Linked DNA regions of Drosophila melanogaster: region 2 is linked to region 1. Evidence: chromatin contacts called from public targeted proximity ligation data. All regions are on one chromosome and are shown on one strand. The core of a region is the stretch at or near the end of the contact, and the rest is flanking DNA. Distances in the headings are between cores, read along the strand shown. Region 1 holds the start of lncRNA:CR32218 (long non-coding RNA:CR32218). Region 2 overlaps skd (skuld).

Evidence for each region.
Region 2: a contact with region 1 is called in a targeted proximity ligation map of the Kc167 cell line, with 4 times the contacts expected there. A contact is called at or near these places in 11 of 107 Hi-C or Micro-C datasets (the D17-c3 cell line, the Kc167 cell line, the ML-DmBG3-c2 cell line and 4 more) and 1 of 7 datasets of targeted methods (the Kc167 cell line).

Annotation. Positions count from the first base shown.
Region 1 is chr3L:19,894,460-19,898,253 of dm6, reverse strand. lncRNA:CR32218 (long non-coding RNA:CR32218) reads left to right here and starts at 1,863. Exons shown (of 1, transcript NR_037751.2): 1 at 1,863-3,038. All of the region lies in intron 1 of Mi-2 (Mi-2,), which reads left to right. Su(Tpl) (Suppressor of Triplolethal) reads left to right here. Exons shown (of 5, transcript NM_001300193.1): 2 at 846-936; 3 at 995-1,342; 4 at 1,407-1,456; 5 at 3,216-3,794. The coding sequence starts at 3,551.
Region 2 is chr3L:20,998,039-21,001,832 of dm6, reverse strand. It overlaps skd (skuld), which reads left to right. Exons shown (of 13, transcript NM_168879.3): 9 at 1-490; 10 at 552-3,794. Among named protein-coding and RNA genes, the nearest start is that of scaRNA:PsiU6-40, 6.6 kb to the left of the region's middle.

The DNA of each region.
Region 1 (3,794 bases), core at 614-3,113:
CAACAAAGATATTTTTCTATCATTGGCAAAATAGCGTTTATGGGCGTGCATTTTCCGGCGGACATTTAGGTAACATTAGGACGTAGCATTCTCGGTTTTACCCAGACATCTTCCTATCTTGTTGCTCCCGTTTGAATGGCCATTCGTCTGTCAGATTCTTTCTCCTTTGCTCCCAAGGGCAGGTGTGCGCCCTTGATTGTTTTACCTTACTTTTAGCCGTTGGTATGGGGAAAAACCAAATAGAAATACAGTTTCATTGTGGAATACACAAGAACAACACTTACCTACGTACATTTACGCACGTGTTACTGAGTATGTGTGCGAGTATGCGGTTTAAAATTTCTAACCATAAAACAAACAGAAACGAGATAAGCCAGGCAAAATTCATTAAACAAAAAACTAAGGCAAAAAACAGGCAAACAAACTCACGCACACATACAAACACACTTACATTACTTAAAAGTTAGAAGATCCGCGGTACGGTAAATCTACCTGAAAGCGGAAAATTTTCGTATGCAAAAATGTCAAAAGTGAACAAAAATACAAAAAACAACAACGTCGAGGCTAAAATATGACAACGAATGTCGCGTGCTCTGCACTAGTGCTCTCTTTGCTAAGAGAACCTTGAATTTTGAATGAGTAAGGGAGCGGGAGAGAGAGCAACGAGAGCCAAGAGCGAGTAACGTAAACAACAGCTGAGCGCGAAAAACGTATGATCGCGAACGCGTAACGCAAAACAAACCAAAAAATCGATCGAGTGACGGGAGAGTGGAAACAAAACTATCTCAAGTGCAAACCAAATAAAATACTAAAGTGTTTTCCTTTTTTTTATTACCCAAGTGCAGAGTGAAATTAAGTCAATGCAGTAACAAGGCAACGGAACAGAAATCAACAACACGTATACGCTTGCACAGTATAGCAACAATCAACTCACAAGTAGGCCAAACAAAGCCATAAACGTGATTTTATATTAAAATTGGTCACAATTTTGCAGCAACAAGAAGTCAACGTCCAACAATTTAAAGCTCATATCTCGATTGACCGATAAGTCTAGACCACCAAATCGATAATACGCATTTACCAACACTGCTGTGGCAAGAGAGCAGAGCGAGTGAGCGGGCAAAACAGCTGATTGCGACTGGCACACGGTTGTTGTTGCAGTCGTGCTGTTTTTCTTTCTGTTTTGTTGGAACTTTATCGCTGCAGCGATAAAGAGAGCGGAGCGCGAGAGGGAGAGCAGCACAAACTACTACGTGTGACGTGGTGTGGGGGCATACAGGTGGCAAAACAGCTGTTTCAACAGCAAAACCAATCTGTTTTTTATTAGAATACATAATCAATTGTAAGTACGCCCGTTGCCTGTTTGCTTCTTAATCCGCCACTAAGCTGAACTATTATTCTTATAGTACCGCCTGCAGATTTCCAGCTAAAAAACAAACTCACATACAACCAAAAAGTAAGCTTAGTCTATCTAATTTTTTTTTTAATTTGCTAAGACGTGCCCAGATCCCAAAAAGCTCACACGCGTAAAAAGAGAGGCAAAATTAAGAGATTGACGAGTGCCAAGTGCGCACATTAAAATATTGCAAACTTGTTTTCATTTCTGCCTTGCTTTGCTTGACTGGCAAAAACAAAAACAACGAATTATACGGCAAGTGATACAAGGCACGTACATACCAAAAGAAGCGAGGAGCCAGAGAGCGAGAGTGGACAGGCTAAGAGCAGCGAAGTGATCTGCCACTCGCTACTTCCGTTCTCTCACTTGTAATAAACGAGTGCAAAGAGAGCAGTGGCAGCAGCAGTAGCAACAACAACAGCAATCGACGGGCAACCACTTGAAAGCAACTCGTTTCGATTTCATTTAGCAGATACCTTTTGTACGTTGATTAAGATACCTTGGCACACACAGACGCACTACAAAAGAAGAGAAGGCAGCTAAAAACTGCACTTAAAAAACACATAAAATAATAAGAAGTCAACTCGATTAATTCAGAACAGTTCTCCAAATGAATGTACAACAAAATCCACTTGACCAAAAATGTCTTGAGTAAAAGTGTCGCATACGCGTAAAGCGTACGTATAATATAGAAATAGATATATGTATTCGTGTGTGTCCGCCAGCCAATACAAAAGCAGCACAAAAAGTGGTTAAAAGGCATTAAAATCAAACAATATTTAAAGTGCTGAAAATTAGTGTGCGTGTGCAAAGAAAGATTTAAGTGTACAAGCATACCTGCGTCTGTGCACACTGCGATACGCCAAATCGTACTTATGTATCTATGCGCAACTAAAAAATATAATAAGCAGAGTCAGTGCCAATAAAATATATAAAAATCACCGTACAAACACAGATGATTTTTAGCGAAAAAGCGAAAAGGAAAAAGATCAAGCAGCAGCAACAACAAAAATAACAACAACAGCAAGAGTCGCAGAGAAGCCAATCAAACCAGCAGTTGTCTCGCTTCAACGCGCTCGTTACGATCACCGTATGAGCAAGTGAGAGAGCGTAAGGCCAGTCACGGACGTGTGCGAGCGGAGCGGAGCATTGATTTGCTGTCTTTGATTTTGCTTATGACCTGAGGTGCTCTCTTACATACATATAAACGCCATCATCCAGGCAGACAGTAGGCGAGTGTAAGCGAGAGAGAAAGAGCATGCGACACACATACGCACACACATTGACACCTGGCGCAGGAGTCGCGGCTTGCGGCACTTTCAAATAAATTAAAAAATAGCAACAAAACCAACAGGGAGAGAGGCGAATAGAGCAGTAAGCCTTCCCCCAGCTTCCTCGCTCAGTAGTAACATTAGTAAGAGCAACAAAAACAGGGACAAGAGAGCAAAAATACATGCCTACCTTAACCCAATTAAAATACCATATTATTTAACAAAAGAAATTGTGTTATTTGCAAGCAACCCATACAAAGAGAGCGATCGAGCGAGCAAAAGAGAGAGAGAGAGAGTATTTGACTTTTTGAAAGTGTAAAATTTAAAAATTGTTGCCTTTGCCATACGGAAGTGAAATTCTTACATTCGTCAAAAAAAAAAAAAAACATCATATAAGCATAGCTTGAAAAGTCATTGAGATAAGTTAGCCTGCATAGCTTGGATTTGTCAGTTCATAAAAGAGCGCAGTGGAAGTGTGTCACGTCTTAGCAACAACTTAAATATCCAATACGATTACAACATACTAAAATCAAATAATATTTGCACAGAACCAACAATATCTACAAAAAACAAACGTTAGCATCCAAGAGAGAGAAACTTCCAGTGGCAAGTTGTCTACTTCCACAACGAGTGCTTCCCGTACTTCCCGTCCTTTCCACGAGATCAACCAAGCCGGCGGCCACCTTCCACACAACAATAACTAGCACAGCCCAGCCCCTTCCACAATTTCCAAGCTGGCCCAAACAACACAACCAAGTGCAACTTTCCAAACTACAACAACTACTACTGATCCGATCCATCACAATCCGTTTCATAAATTTTCCGGAAACAATCGAGTGGCTATCTAATTGCTATCTAATTAGCGGCTAGTTGCGCGCACGTTATGACCAATTCGATTGCGTCAACGAAATGCCTGCCCAATGCACTATCGACCGGCAATTATGGAATGTCCCAGAGCCACCGTTACACCGATGATAGCAAGGAGTACATCATCGTCAAGCTTACCGATTCTGCCTTCCGTGCGATCGAGGAATATCAGCGCGATGACAACGCTAAACGCCTGCAACCAGGCCAAAGGGCCAAAATCCAATTTGTGGGCAACACGGGTGTCATACAGTTCCCGCGAC
Region 2 (3,794 bases), core at 798-3,297, 1.1 Mb before region 1:
CGCCAACGCCAACGGACCAGCACGACAGCAAGAGCATTACGGCCTCGCCCTATGTTCATCAGACGCCAAGCGTGGAGCCGCCCTCGTATACGGATCATGCGGCCGGCGGAGGGCCAGCTGGTGGGCAGGGCCTTGGTACGGGTCCAGGTAGTGTGCCCGCCCAGCAACCGGCTACGCCCACAGCAGCAACGTCAGCTGGTGGCGCCGGATCTGGCGGACCTTCAAATGCAATTGGAGCAAATGCGGTTGGTACTATAAGTGTCAAGAAGCTTGAGATGCAGCAGCAGACTCCATCGGCAGCTATGGCCATCAAGCAGGAGCCTGGTGCTCAAGGTCGGGGGGTTGGAGGTGTTACCTCCACCACGGAGGCCTTGAACAACTTTAAGCGACTGTACAACCCGCCAAAGCTGACGTTAAAGGATCCGGACAGCTTCTACGACGAGGAGTGGCTCAAGGAGGTCATCTATGACTTTCAGTACCAGGAATACTGGTAAGTATGTCGTTTTGTCTTTCTGAAACAGCGCTCTAACATTGAATTTTCACCACTACAGGGACTATAGCACGGTGAAACGTCCGAAGATGGAAAAGCAACGGAGACCTAGGTATGCCAAGAACCTTTACGAAGGACAAAACCACGTGAAGCCCGTGATGCCTTCGCCAGGATCCGTTTATGGCTCACAGTTGCTTTCCTTGGATGAGTCAGCGAGCCAAGCAGGAGGGAGAGGCGGTGGAGGACAGGCGGCGGGCAGCTCCGGCGGTGGTCTAGTGGGCATTGCCAACAGTACTGCCAGTGGCAGTGATGTAGAAGCTGATGGTAGCAGCTTCTTCCAGGGACTGAACATTAAGACAGAGCCTGGATTGCATTCCCCTTCTTGCAAGGAAACGTCGAAATCCTCGGGCGGCAACAGCAGCGGTGGAGGAAGTGGTAGCGGTGGTAATCTCTTCACAGCTGAAGGCTTGAATCCCTCGCTCAACGATCTGGAGCAGTTGTTTGAGACAAGCTCGAACGACGAGTGCAGCAGTGTGCAAATCCACACGCCACCCGATTCTAACAACCCCTCGAATGGCGGCTGCAGTGCTGTGACCAATACGATCGAAGACCTCAAACGGAGCACAGCGGTGGCCAGTGCTGCCGTAGCAGCGGCAGCAGCAGCTGCGGCCTCGGGCGCGGGCAATATCCAGGCGGAGGATCTTACCAAGATGTTTCCCACACCACCGTCTCACGAGCAGCAGCACCCGAACTCGAGTCCCTGTCAAACGGACGTGGTTATGACGGATCTCAGTGTGGACACCACCACAACCATTATAACCAGTAGTATCACCACTACTTGCAATACCACTATCACGAGTAGTATCAACACCACCACAACAGCCTGTAGCAACCCAAGCAACAGTATTATGCTGGCTGCCGCACAAGCTCCCGTCACCGTGGTGGCCATCCAGACTGTCTCCAAAATGGTAAAGCAGGAGTATAACCTGGAGCTGGGTAGTCCTATGGAAGAGCCCATTAATGACTGGGATTATGTGTACCGACCTCCGCAACAGGAGAAGTTTGTGGGCTCGACGCGATATGCTCCATTGACCAACCTGCCCAGTCAGACACAGCCGCCGCTGACTCTGCCTACGGGATGCTTTTATCAACCCACCTGGAGTAGTCACAAATCAAGAGCAGCAACTTTGGCTAAAGCAGCGGCAGCTCAACAGCAGCAGCATCAGAAACATCAGGCCCTTCAGCAGCGCATCCAATTGCATCAGCAGAAACTACAGCAGCTCCAGCTTCAGAATCAGCAGCAACAACAAGCGGCAGCCGCAGCAGCAGCGGCGGCTAGTGGAGGAGTTGGCCACCAGAAGCACCAGCATCAGCACCTTCATGATCTCCTGTCAGCGGCGCCGAGGACACCATTAACGCCCTCTACTGTTCCGCAACCGTTGAGCAGTGGTGGCAGTCAGTATTTGCTGAATCAGTTGAACTGCCCACAAGCGCCACCTGGTGCCTCCATGCAGCAGCTAATGCACCGAGCGGGGATGTCACCAATTTCACCGGGACCCGGAATGGGTCCGTATGCCGCCAGAAGTAGTCCAATGTCGAGGGCAACCCCCACGCATCCGCCACCGCCATATCCGTATGACTTGGCTGTGGCCAGTCCAGCTACCTCCACATCATCGTACTTGAACCGGCCGCTTCACTCGCAAGAGCATCCGCACATGCATGGCTTGGGCGGCGGAGCAACGGGAGTTGTGGGTCACGGAACAGGAGGTGGCGGGCACATGGGTATGGTAGCGTACACTGGCGATGCGGGCATTGTCAGTGGTGGAACAGCGATGGCAGCCGGATCCTCGTCCTTGCTTCAGGAATTACCAGAAGTAAATTCTGTCCTAGTTAACATCCTGCTGTACGATACCGCCTTGAATGTCTTCCGGGATCACAACTTTGATAGTAGCAGTGTGTGTGTGTGCAATGCGGATACGCAAAAGATTGGCAATATTCGCGGAGCGGATTCCGGAGTATATGTACCCCTGCCCGGGGTTAGCTTCAATCCTTTCCCTTCCGGAGCTGGAGGCGCTTTGGCTGGACAGCGAATGCTCAATGGACCCAGTTCCGCCGGTTTTGGCGGCATGCGGATGATCAGTGCCTTTGGGGGTTCGCCAGCCTCAGCCTCGATGCCCGGAGCTGGCTCCGGACATGGCCATGGTCCAAATGGTGGCTCCAACTCGTCGTCTTGCACGCCGCCCAGCAGTAATCCCCATATCACCGGGTATGTGGACGATGATCCCGTGGAGTGTACGTGTGGTTTCAGTGCAGTGGTTAATCGAAGACTCTCTCATCGCGCTGGACTCTTTTACGAAGATGAGGTGGAGATCACGGGCATCGCGGATGATCCGGGCAGGAATAAGCAGCCCACGTTGCTCAGTATCATCCAGAGTCTTAGCAGGAAAAACCAAAACAAGCAGGGACCTGGAGAAACAAGCTCTGCATTGGATAAAATTGGAGCGGGAGGATTGCCTAATGGACAACTGGAGCAATTGGGTCATGCTGTATTTGACCTGCTATTGGATCAGTGCTCTATCATCCAAACATCTAGCAGTTCGGTGCACAGAGCACTTCAGTCTCATCGGAGGCGAATGTCCCGCCAACGAAGGATCTTCGGTAACAATGGAGCTCCCACTGCCTCATTGGCATCAATTGCAAATGTTCTAGAGTTTATGGATGCACACGACGTTATAAGTTTGGCCCTGGAGCAGTCGAGATTGGCATTCGAAAACCAGCGGATGGACAACATGATGGACTTCCATGGGAATGGTAGCAGTAGCTCGCATCAGCAGCAGCAACTGACAGCTTTCCATGCGCCACCACCTGCTTTGCGTCACAAGCTAGCAGGTATTGGTGCTGGGCGGTTGACGGTTCACAAGTGGCCATATCTTCCCGTCGGTTTCACCCGTAGCAATAAGGAGATTGTACGCACCATGAATGCTATACAGCCGATGCTGCAGAATGCATTCCATTGCAAATCCAGGGGCGGCTCAGGTTCCAAGGATGCCAGTTCGTACAATACGGTGAGTGGACCGCTAACCTGGCGCCAATTCCATCGACTGGCAGGCCGTGCATCCGGACAATGTGAGCCGCAACCGATACCATCCGTGGTGGTGGGCTACGAGAAGGATTGGATCTCGGTGGCACCGCACTCCATCCACTATTGGGATAAGTTTCTCCTGGAACCGTACTCCTATGCCAGGGATGTTGTATACGTGGTAGTGTGTCCGGACAACGAGCATGTGGTAAATTGTACTCGCAG